Regions from separate parts of the Rattus norvegicus genome. Here region 1 is linked to region 2. A link is a contact called in public Hi-C data. All regions are on one chromosome and are shown on one strand. The core of a region is the stretch at or near the end of the contact, and the rest is flanking DNA. Distances in the headings are between cores, read along the strand shown.

Region 1 (5,475 bases), core at 414-2,913, 140 kb after region 2:
CAGTGAGGGCGGAGGGGCAAGGGGCCCAGGACATCGGGCCACCGAACAGCAAGATGAAGGATGCCCCAACCGGGGAAGAGAGAGGTACAGAACCCATCCCCTCCCAGCCTCTGAGGGATGAAACTACTGAGAGAAGTCTCTTGAACCCCTGCTCCAACTGGGATCAGCTCTGGGAACCACAGGACAGTTACACAAAAGAGAGAGCCTAGAAGGAGAGGCGCTCTGGGGGATCCCCACAAACTCATTGCGTCTTTGTGGCCAGGTCACTCGAGGTGAAGCGCAAGGGCTCCATCCTTAGCGTCCTCAAGCTCTAAAAGTCAGGTTTCCAAGGAAATGAGAGCAATTGCTGCGGGACTGAAAAGAAGCCCAGTGGGTGGACTTCCAGCTCCCGACGCGGCGGGAGTCCTCTCGAACTCACTCAAGCACACGGTCCCTCCCCCCACCCCCCAATCCCGGAGGAAAAAAAAAAACGTTCCCCTCTCTCTAAACCCTTAATAGGATTGGCGCCCAACTCTGTCCGCGCCGCTCCTCATCCATCACACACAGATCAAGTTGCAGTAGTGGATTTTTCAAATTCCTCAGCAAATATACTTGTTGAGAGATTGCTTGGGGGGTGTTAAGTGGGGGCTAGAATGAAAGCGAGGAGTAGGGGGAACCGATCCCTCGGCGAAGGATTACACGTGGATCCATTCGAGAAGTCAAGGGGATCTGGAGACCTAGGGTAAGAGAGAAAGGTAAGGAAACCAGAACCGAGGTCCAGAGACTGGTGGAGGGGGGAAGGGGCAACAGGGTTCAACGAGGGGGAAAGAAGGAGAGAGGAAGAAAGAAAAGACTGGGCTCAGGGACGCGGACTCACAGCGCGGAGAAGTGGAGTTGCAAGTTTCCAAGTGGCCGGCGGCAGCTGCAGCACACCGCACGGGCGCGCTCCCAACTGCCCATCTAAGGGAGCTTCGGCGCACCCCAGACCCCACGTCGCCCCCAAACAGTTCAGGCTCCGAGCGGTGCCACCGGTCAAAGACCGGCCTACCCGAGCAACCCAAGAAGAAGCACTATCCCTCAAGTGGAGGGCAGCGGTAATAAAATCGACCCCAGACACGAGTTCTGATCCCCAAGATCCTCCTTAAGTCTTGCCGCTGCTGGACCAGAGCAATAATCAGAGTTGCCCTCTCTGACCGACCCCCTAAAATCAGTGTCACGATCTCGATTCCGGCAACACTCCGAAAACCTCACAGCATCTCAGCCGAAGCTGGCCAGGCTAGGAAGTGCTTCGCCACCAAGAGTAAGGGGGGGGGGGAAGAAAGGAAGAAAAGAAAAGAAAAAAAGGGGGTGGGGAAGCCAATGCAACTTTACCGAGGAGACAAAAGTTTGCCTCTAGCACGCAGGTGGCCTCTCGGGCGCCGGGCAGTGGTTGTAGGGCCCCATCCCAACTTGGCTGGAGTGGGGCTGCCGAGTGCCGGGTCTCGGGCCGCCGGGGCTGGGCTGGCCAGGCAGAAGAGGGGACCAAGGCGGGCGGGGGACCCGGCAGTCCCAAAGGACACCAGGCCAGCAGCTCCCGGAGGCTGCGAAGCTACGCACGGCCCGCGCTCCTTCCTCTGGCTCCTCCTCGCCTTCCTCCGCGTCCTCTGTAGCCGCCGCCGCCTCCCGCTCCTCCTCGAAGTCTCATTGATGAGAGGAGTTTGAAAAAAAGTCCGCGGAGCCGTGCTGCCTCGGCTGGCGAACGCCGGCACTCCTGCAATCCATCAGCGTCTCCGGGATGGCGCAGCGCCCCCGCGCGCCGAGCACGGGCACACCCGGATAGTCGCGTCCTTAGCCTGTCCGCCCCCGCCGCGTGCACCCCGCCTCTGAGGATGGGGGCGGGGGGAACACCACCCTGGATGGGGCTAGCGAGAGGGCGAACACAGATTCCCCTCCACTAGAGCTCCAGCAAGGAAAGCACCCCTCCTGGAAAGTTCGAGTTGGGGACCAGAGAACCCTGGGAGTTAGGGACTGGGGGCGAGGATAACGACCCAGACGCCACTCTGGAGGAGAGGAGCTGGAAATATCGCAGATTCTTCCAACCTAGCTCGGAGGAAATAAAGCACTCCTACTGGAAAGTTCCAGCTACGGGAGCACACGCCAGTCTCAAACACTTTTTCTAAGGCGCCGGGGTGGGGGGGTTGCTAACTCAAGTCAGATGAGCTCTGGAGCTCGGGAGCTGCGACTGCTGGTTTCAATATCTGAACTCCCCTTTTCCTCTCAGCCCCCTCAGCCCTCCGCCGGTTGTTCCCAAAACTCCCTGACCCTCCAGCGCCGTAGCAGGAAGAAGACACACGTGGGATGGGAAGCAAGACTGGATTCACGCGGGCCCTCCTCGCCCGTGCAGCTAGTGCAGGTGCCCGGGCGGGGGGGGGGGGGGAACCCAGACGCCCCTTGCCAAGGCTCGCTCTTGCCGCCATCTGAGAGCACGCTGGCGACAAATGACGCCAGCCTTAGGCTTACTGCATATGTTTTGTAGTGAGGGGGTTTTGTTTTATTTTTTTTTTTTTCGGAGACTCCACTGAAGCTGCTTCAGCCAGATGGAAGTAATCAGAACTCAACAGAGGGAGAAGGAAGAATTAGGCTCACTGAAGTTGCAGGCCAAAGTGTAGATGAAGCTGTGCATGAACGCGTTTGCCTAAGTAGCCCTGGTTCTTCCACACAGTCCAGAACCGTGCCCTCCCAAGCCATGGGACTCCACTTCCTCTTGGGCTCTGCTCCTAGAAAGCTGACCATGGGACTTCTTTATATTTCTGCCTGACGTTTGTGGAAACCCTGTGTTCTAGTTACTTTGTATTATTTAACTTGTCACAGGGTCTTCTCCTTCTTTTAAAGGTGGGATGGATGGCTGATGGTTGATGAAGCTGTAAAACTTGACCACGGTAATCTAAGGTTGGTACAGTTAAGTAGGTGTGTGAGGATGTTGGTAGCATCTCTTTCCAGCCCCTCCTGTCTAAAATGCAAGAGAACCGAGACTCCAGACCAATCCTACCCTGCCGAGGACATGGGTCCTTCTCAGCCCATTTTACTCACTGAATCAATCCCTCTTGATGGACGGCAATTATCCTATGGGCTCTTCCCTAACTCTTATTTGTTTCTGTAAGTCAGTATCTCCGTACTTTTTGAAATAGAACCCAAGGCCATCCTCCGAGGTCCACCTCTGAGCCCCTAAGTTTTACATTTAAATTTTTTTCCATGTATTTATTCTATGGGGCAGGGTGTGAGGTCACAGTCCTTTGGCAACAGTCAGAGGGTAGGGCAGAAGGGGGCTGTTTCCCTCCTTCCATCTTGTAACTGCTGAGAATCCAACCCAGGCCCACACAAGCACTGTATTGACCTAGTCACCTTATTGGCCTTGACTTTCACTTTCTAACAGATGGGGAAGTGTTGTGTCCCCGTTCTTCATTTCCTTCCTTCCTTCTCTTTCCCTCAAATGAAAGAAGCAACTATTTTTTTTTCTTTATCTGAGGGAGGGGGAGGCATAAAATACTACAACGATTTGATGCCAACTTTGTTTTCCTCAAAGTAGGCCTCGCAGATTGGAAGCCAAGGAGTGGGGAAGTGGCAGTGTGCTCAAATGTAAAACTTTCTGGAGGGGTATGACGATTCGTAGTGTGCTGTGACAAAACTTTTCCTGGGGAGCCACAGTGCGTGTTTACCTCTCCACACCCCAGCCCCGAGATAGGAACCCACAACAGTTCAAAGTATGGACACCACCAAAGTCTGACTTGGTGAACCAATGAGGTTTTTGCTTGCAGGGTATGGGCAAGGAGCTACTCATAGGAGCGGGAATCACTCAAAGACAGCTGCGTCACCGAAGCCCACCCCAGCATGGTGACAGCTCAGAAAGCTGGGAACCCATGCACAGCCTCCAGACAGCTCAATAGGCCGGAGTGTCCTTTGCAGATGTCTGGTTGGGCTAAACCTCTTCCCGACGGCCAGGCTGGTCTCTGCTTCTCTCAGGCAGCTGGTCTGGTCTTAGAGACTCCTCTGCAGCTCTGTTTCTTCACTTGAGGGAGACTCTCAACTTTTATTATTTACTCTGGCAGGGAGGGGCCTAGTGAATCTGGTAAGTTCCAGGGCCTTCCTGGAGCTATTTTGAGTTGTTTACCTTCCTGTGTAAAGAGCTTCCCTGCAGGATGGACTCTCTTTCAATCTCAGAGGAAGCCTAAGTTAGGCAGCATGTGCCTTTAGTCCTGAGACTTCAGAGGCAGGCAGATCTGAGATGAGAGGCCAGCCTGGTCTACATTGCCAGTTCCAGACCAGCCAGGGACACATAATGAGACCCTGTCTTTAAAAAAAAAAAGAGTAATACTTAAAAGAAAAATTTACAGAAACCAATATGGATAATGTAGGATAAAGGGTCATGGAGATGGGTCAGAGGTCAGGGCACTTGCTATGGATCTACTCTGACCTAATCGGATCCCTAGGACTCACATAAGTGAAAGACAGGACAGACTCCAGCAGATTGTCCTCTGACCTCTACGTACCATCTGTGACATGTGAGCCCCCCCCCAAATACATGTAAACAAAAACCAGAAAAACAAAAAGATACCTGAAACAGGCTTTTCCTTGTAAACCTCAGAATATCAACCCATCACTCCTCCCAGCTGCTTCTCTTCACTTCTGCTGAGCTTTCTGGACATAGATAGCAAAAGTAAGCCCTCTCCCTCCCTTGGCTGCATTTAATGACCCCATTCATATCTGCCCCGTGAAGCCAGGACTCATTTCTCCTGGCTGGAATATTCGCAGAGTCAGCTGATTACTTCATTACCAGCTTGTCTCTCTTGCTTTCTTTGCATTGTAAAGTTTGTGGAGAAATTTAAACAAATCAACGTCCGGAGGGAGAGATTGCTTTCCCTCTGTTTTTCTTCTTGGACCAGTTCAACTCCTGCAGGAATCTAGGCCTTCACCAAACCTTTCTGGCTTATTTTGGCAAGAAAGTCATAGAGGAGATGAGGATGTAATGTTTGGGGTTCGAGGGGAGCTGTGCAAACATCACGTCCTACTGTCCCTCGATGGTCAGAAGTTGGGAGCCTCAGAAAGAGGAAGAGAGGTTTGGAATGCAGAAGAAGCCCTTGTAGACACTGGGACACTGAATGCTCATCCCAGAGTTTATATTCAGTGCAGGGCGCTAGTTAAGTCCAACTTCCTTCAGCAGCTTTCTGTGTAGCCGGCGCTAGTGTCGTGACACCCACCACAGTGAGTAGCACTCACAGCATCCATCCTTCCAACTCATAACCACAAAGTGGGTAAAGACAAAAGACAAGGAACGCACTTTGAGAGAGCATGGGACCTATGGGCAGAGAGGCCTGTCCTGGGGAAGTTAAGTACAGAAAGATGGACAAAGATGACGAAAGTGGGACATGGCTTCTCTAATCCTTCTTGATGATATTAATGCGAATGTTCCCTGTAGTCTCATACATTGGAATGCTTAGTCACCAGTGAGTGGAACTGTTT
Region 2 (5,647 bases), core at 2,864-5,363:
ACTGCTTGTGTGGCTGCTATCACAACTGTAGCTCTCTCCAGCCTGAGAGAGACGATTTCCAGTCAGTGAAAACCCACTGTGAAATGAGGCCCCACAAAGACTCTCCGGAGGACGCCCTGCTACAGTCTCAGCCTTGAATATCTGACCTTGAACTTGGTGGCCATGGGGTCATCCCCAGCTTTTCCATTCCTATCCTGATCAAAATATCCAACAGCCATACTTCTGCAGTTTGAATATAGCTCTGGCCACATGAGCCCCTTGGCTATTTTATCCAGGGGCAGGGGCAAGGGCAGGGGCCGTAAGCAACAGCCAGGGGAAAGTGAATTGTGTTTAGTTGGCCCCTAAAGGATCATTGAGGTTTGTTTACACAGTCATCTGGGCGCCAGGCAGGCTTATTCTCCCTTGGGTGTGTCAGGGAAACTGAGGCAGCAGGGACCCCTGCCTAGCTTGGCCAAGTCAGTGGGTGAGATCTCTATGAGGACAAATGCCTTCAGGGTTGGGGACTCAGTAGGTAAAGCGCTTGCTTCAGAAGTGTGAGGGACCTGACTTCAGCCTCCCAGAAGCCATACAATTAGAGATGCTGCAGTAAATCTAAATTCAGCATGGTGGAAACTAGGGCTCTTACAGTGAGATGGAGGCAGTCAAGAGACTTCCCAGAACCCCATGGTGAACAAAAGACCTTGCCCCAAACAAGGTGGAAGACAGAAACAGACTCAGAACCTGAGTTCCAGTAAACGTCTCACAGGACGCTGCTCACTGTCCCTGAGTCAGCAACCTCACAATTCCATGGGATTGGGGGGGGGTCAGAAATGCAAAAGACCAGCACCTCCCAACCTCACAGCCAGGAATGTTGGGGCTCCACAAGACAGCAAGGTCCTTGGGAAGGGAGCACTCGCTCTGGGGGTGGGGCTCCCACAAAGGACTCTTGTCCACTGGTAAATTCATTTAAATTCTCCTGCAGACCCACACCTGGGTTGGATGCCAGCTTGAGGAAACAGCAGCATTTGTTCTAGCTGGGCAGACCTCATTTCTAAGGCATTTTCCATCTGTTACCTGATGTGACCCTCTGGTGCTTCAGGGAGAAGCAAGATGGGAGCTGTCCTTCTCAATGGCCCGAGGAAGGAAGGCAACACCATGCTGGGGTGGCGGGTGTGGGGACTTTCTTAAGAGCTGCCACGCTCCCACATGGTTCTCTACAGGCTGTACTTATAGGTCCGAGGCCTGCATACATAGATGGGGCAGGGTGAAGGTCCTTCAGGACAAGTCAGGCACAGGCTAGGGGCTGCCCAATCCAGACCACAGGGGCCTTCAGGCTCGTCTCTTAGGTGACTCTACATCCTGTCAAGTCGAAAGTCAGTAACTAACCACCAGTCAGGAGGTCTTTACGGAGGATCCCATGAGAACAGGCAGGGAAAGGGTTCACTCCACGTCCACTGGTATAAAGGATCAAGAGGGGAAGCAGGGATTTTGTCCATGACTTTGCTTGAAGCAAGAGATGTCACCCCATTTCTGGCATCCCACTTGAGTCCCCTCCTGAACACAGATACAGAACCCCCAACATGGGTCTGAGGTGTGACATTTTCATTAGGACTGACCGAAGGCAGTCTGGAAGGGACAAGAGGGGACAAGAATACACAGGAGGAACCAGAGAGGGTTGCTGAGAGTTACAGGCTACAGTCTGACAACCCAGGGGCACGAGGGCTCCAAGAAGCCCTTCTCTGTGACGCATCTGTTACAGAAAGCACAGGATAAAACTAAGCCGAGCTAAGGAGACAATTCAGTCGGGAAAGCATTTGCCAAGCAATCATGAAGACCTGAGCCTGAGCCCCTAGAACCAGTGTCTAAATGTGGAGCAAGGTGTCCCATGCTTAGAATTCCAACTCTAGGGAGGCAGAGACAGAAGGATCCCTGGGACCCCAAAACCCGGCGGCCATCTAATTGGTGGGCTTAGGTCAATAAGAGACCCTGTCTGGAAAGAGGTGGGAGGACCCAATTTACCCTTCGGCCTCCTCACACGTGCACACACACATGCACTCACCCCTGCATGGACACTCAGAGACATGCATAAACAGTAGGAGAAACAGCAAATATGTTTTTGCTGAGATCTGAGAGACTGGCAAACGTCTGGAGAAACAGACCACATCCCCACATCAAAACTTGGCAGTGCGGCTGGAGCCATAGCTCAGCAGGTAAGAGCTATTGCTGCTCTTCCAGAGGACCAGAGTTCAGATCCCAGCACCCACATCAGGTAGCTCACTGCCAGTCACATGGGGTTCTAGCCTGCGGGGAGGCAGGTCTAATGCCCTCTTCTGACCTCCAGGGACACTGGCACATATGTGGTACGTGTACACACACACACACACACACACACACACACACACACACACACACCTGAAAATAAAATGTTAAAAAGTAGTAACACAGTAAGTAGTAAGTGGGATTGTCAGGCCAGTGAACAACATGAATCCCAAATGCCCCTAAACTCAGCTGGAGCCACCTCAAAACCCTGGCAATTCCCAAACAGTCAGTCCCCACAACAGGCCCCTCCCGGACACTGATTAATATGCAGCGGGCTGGGAGGAAAAGCCTCCATTCTGCCAGTGGGAAGGGGGAGGAGGTCAGGTGGCTCCTCCCTGAATCAGGAGGCTGTCACCACACACAGTCCTCCTCACTCCGGCTTGGTCAGTACTGGGGCTTAGGCAGAAGAAACAGCTTTACCCAGCATTCCCCGGGGCCAGATCCGCAAGAGGTGCAGTCTGAGGGAGACCACCAATCAGCTGCCCCGCAGGAATGGAGCTAGGCCTGTCCATCCTCTCAGGGGTCCGCTTCTGAAAGTTTCTTCATCCTTCTTTTCTTTCCCTTTGGTAATTCCTTCTCAGACACTGCCCTGAATGCGGACTCACTTGTTCTTGTCTGGCTTAGACCAACTCCTGTCACTTTCTTTTTCAGGCTACGCAAGACTTACAATTCCCAGCTTTCTATGGGGGAGCTGAGCCAGAAGTAACCTCCTCGTAATGCTCTGAATAGAACCAGTTCTCAGAAGAACCTCCAAGGGGGCTCAGCTGCCAGGCTGCGGGCGCCCAGCAGGAGTCTCCATTGTCAGGGAGGCACACACTGGCGGGGAGGGGGGGGGAGGGGGTCCTGGGGCCACCCACTTTTGAAAATGAACCCTCTCTTTGGGGGTTGGGTTTGAATGCTTACCTAGGGCCCTCCCTTCTCTATCCGACGCTAAGAATAAAAAACACCAGGCTTAGGTAGTCAGTAAAGTTAGGGAGGGATAGAGCTCCAAACCCAGAAGAAGAAGAAGAAAAAAAGCAAGGGCAGGCAGGTCCCCTGGGAGTGTGCGTGCACACACATGTGTGTAGGCATATGTTTGAGACACACACACAAACACACACACACACCACCACCAGCAGCAGCAGCAGCAGCAGCAGCAGCAGCAGCAGCAGCAGTAAAAGTGAGATCCAGTGGGCTGGCAAGATGGCTCAGCCCATAAAGGCTTCCTGCACAAGCTTCCTGATCCAGCGACCGACCAGAGAGTTTAATCCCTGGGATGCATGTAAAGGTAGAAGGAGAGTTGTCTTCTGACCTCTCTATGTACATCGAGGCACACGCGTACCCCTCACGTCATGGATGCACACATAATAATAATAATAAACACAACATTTAAAAACTAGAAGAAACAGAAGCCCTGACGATCCTCGGTTACCTAACCACCCTTTCAAACCACTTGAGGACGTGCCGAGCAGTCAATCATGGAGTACCGGTGTGCACCTCTAAGCAGACCACAGTCCCCGTGTCTCAGGGAAGTGATTTTGTAGAAGAACACTCCATGTCCCTCCAGATTCCAAACCCACTGATTCAAAGCTGCAGGAGGTCTACTCATTCTGTCCCCAGTATGACCTCAATATAGGGACACGAGTAAGAGTGGGATGTTTTGGAGACAGTGGGACACCTGAAGGACATTGGGGACAAGCTGTCAGGGGTGGTAAGTAAGGGACGTCAGCTGACATCTGTTACCTATGGGGAATGGAGCTGACCCACTGGAGGTTGCACAGAGCTGGGGCAGAACACGCCTGTTGGGCCACACAATGTGCCAGACGCCCTGACAGCAGGCCAGAAGGGGGTGAAAATAGCTCGGGTGACAGACAAGCACACAGCAGGCTCCACAGCAACCGCGTAGCAGGAAGTGCAGAGCGGGGATTATAGCCCCATGTTCCCCAGGGCACACAGAGGCTGGGCCCTGTCCTCCAGCTTCTGTGTCTAGCAGGGACACTAACTGTGTGACCTTACGGTTCCTCACTCACCCCAGACCTGACAGCCCAATCCCTCCATTCACACATCCCTTTCCTGAGACAACCACACTCTGTGGAACCAGAGGACCTTCGGGAGGTCATAAACAAAGAGGGGGACAACTTGGGGACTTGAGCAGACACCAAATCTCTCTTCCCTTCTTCAGGCGGAGATGGAGTTCCAGCTCAGACCACCCAGCCCAGTTCCGGTTAATCTGCCTCCCCAGGAACACCTTCTCTGCTCAATACCAGTGTGCAAATCCACAGGCAAGCCAAGCAGCACTTCTTCCAGGAAGGCTCCCTAGCTTTCCCCCCAAGCCCCTCCCACCTTGGCCTCACCTCAGCACTCACAGTTGGGTGACAGTCACCTGTAACCTATCATGGCACCTGACTAGGCAGTATTTATGTTCACACTCTACCCCCACTGGCTGATGCCCAATCTCTACTTCTTCATCTGTGTGGGCCTCGTGCCTAAGAAACTGGGCTGAAAGAGAATGAATAATCAGATACAATACTGGGAACTGTTCAGAAAAAAAATCCCCAAGAAGCGAGTTGGAGTGGCTCAGACAGGCAGAAGATGCTTGTCCTAGCTCTTCCCCACCACCTGGCTCCAGCTCCATGAAGCTGATCTGTGTGTGTGTGTGTGTGTGTGTGTGTGTGTGTGTGTGTGTGTGTGTGTGTGTGTGTGCGCGCGCACATGCGTGTGTGCACTCTCATTTCTAAGACCCTATAGACTGTCACACTAGGGTAAGGACAGATGTCTAGGGGATGGGGTGGGGGAGGGGAGAGGGAGAGAGGGGGAGAGGAGGAGAGGAGGAGATGGGGAGAGGACAAGAGAGAGGAGAGAGGGAGAGAGGAGAGAGGAGAAGGGAGAAAGGGGGAAAGAGGGAAGAGCGGAGAGAGGGGAGAAAGGGGGAGAGGGAAGGAGAGAGAGGGGAGAGATCTCACCATTTTTCACCATCCCAAAGGCAAATTGGCTGGGTCCCCCTACCCCCACCCCCCAACACCAGGCTTCATGCGAAACATACGGCTTCAGCCCGCATGCCTATAGCTGCTGCTCACCCCTTCCCTGGGCCACATGCACAGGATCTTTTGTGTGTGCAGAAGAAAACAAGCCATTCAGTTAAGAAGGTAAATGCATAAAGGCACTAGGGTCTGCCATTCAAAAGGGAGAGGATTCAGAATTACTGGACTAGGATCTTTGGGCTCAGCTACCACTGTCCCATCGAATGGAATCAACAGGTGTCCCAAATGTCCCAGAAAAACACCTCCAATAAAACCAAAAACATCTCCCATCCTGCCGGAGCAGACAGCCACAAGACCAAGCTGCAGGGCACTTTGGCAGTAGAAACTGT

What was found. A called contact is a pair of places that touch in the nucleus more often than the background predicts.
Region 1: a contact with region 2 is called in a Hi-C map of frontal cortex, with 2.2 times the contacts expected there. The contact joins the promoter of Gli2 here to the enhancer-like site in region 2. A contact is called at or near these places in 4 of 12 Hi-C or Micro-C datasets (the Rat2 cell line, frontal cortex, mammary epithelial cells and 1 more).

Annotation. Positions count from the first base shown.
Region 1 is chr13:32,714,755-32,720,229 of GRCr8, forward strand. It overlaps Gli2 (GLI family zinc finger 2), which reads right to left and starts at 1,664. Exons shown (of 14, transcript NM_001107169.2): 1 at 1,351-1,664.
Region 2 is chr13:32,575,873-32,581,519 of GRCr8, forward strand. The region is part of intron 2 of Gli2 (GLI family zinc finger 2); the gene reads right to left. Among named protein-coding and RNA genes, the nearest start is that of Gli2, 140 kb to the right of the region's middle. Within about 2 kb of position 4,114, at least 33 of the 93 cell types and tissues checked have an H3K27ac peak or open chromatin away from gene starts, as enhancers often do.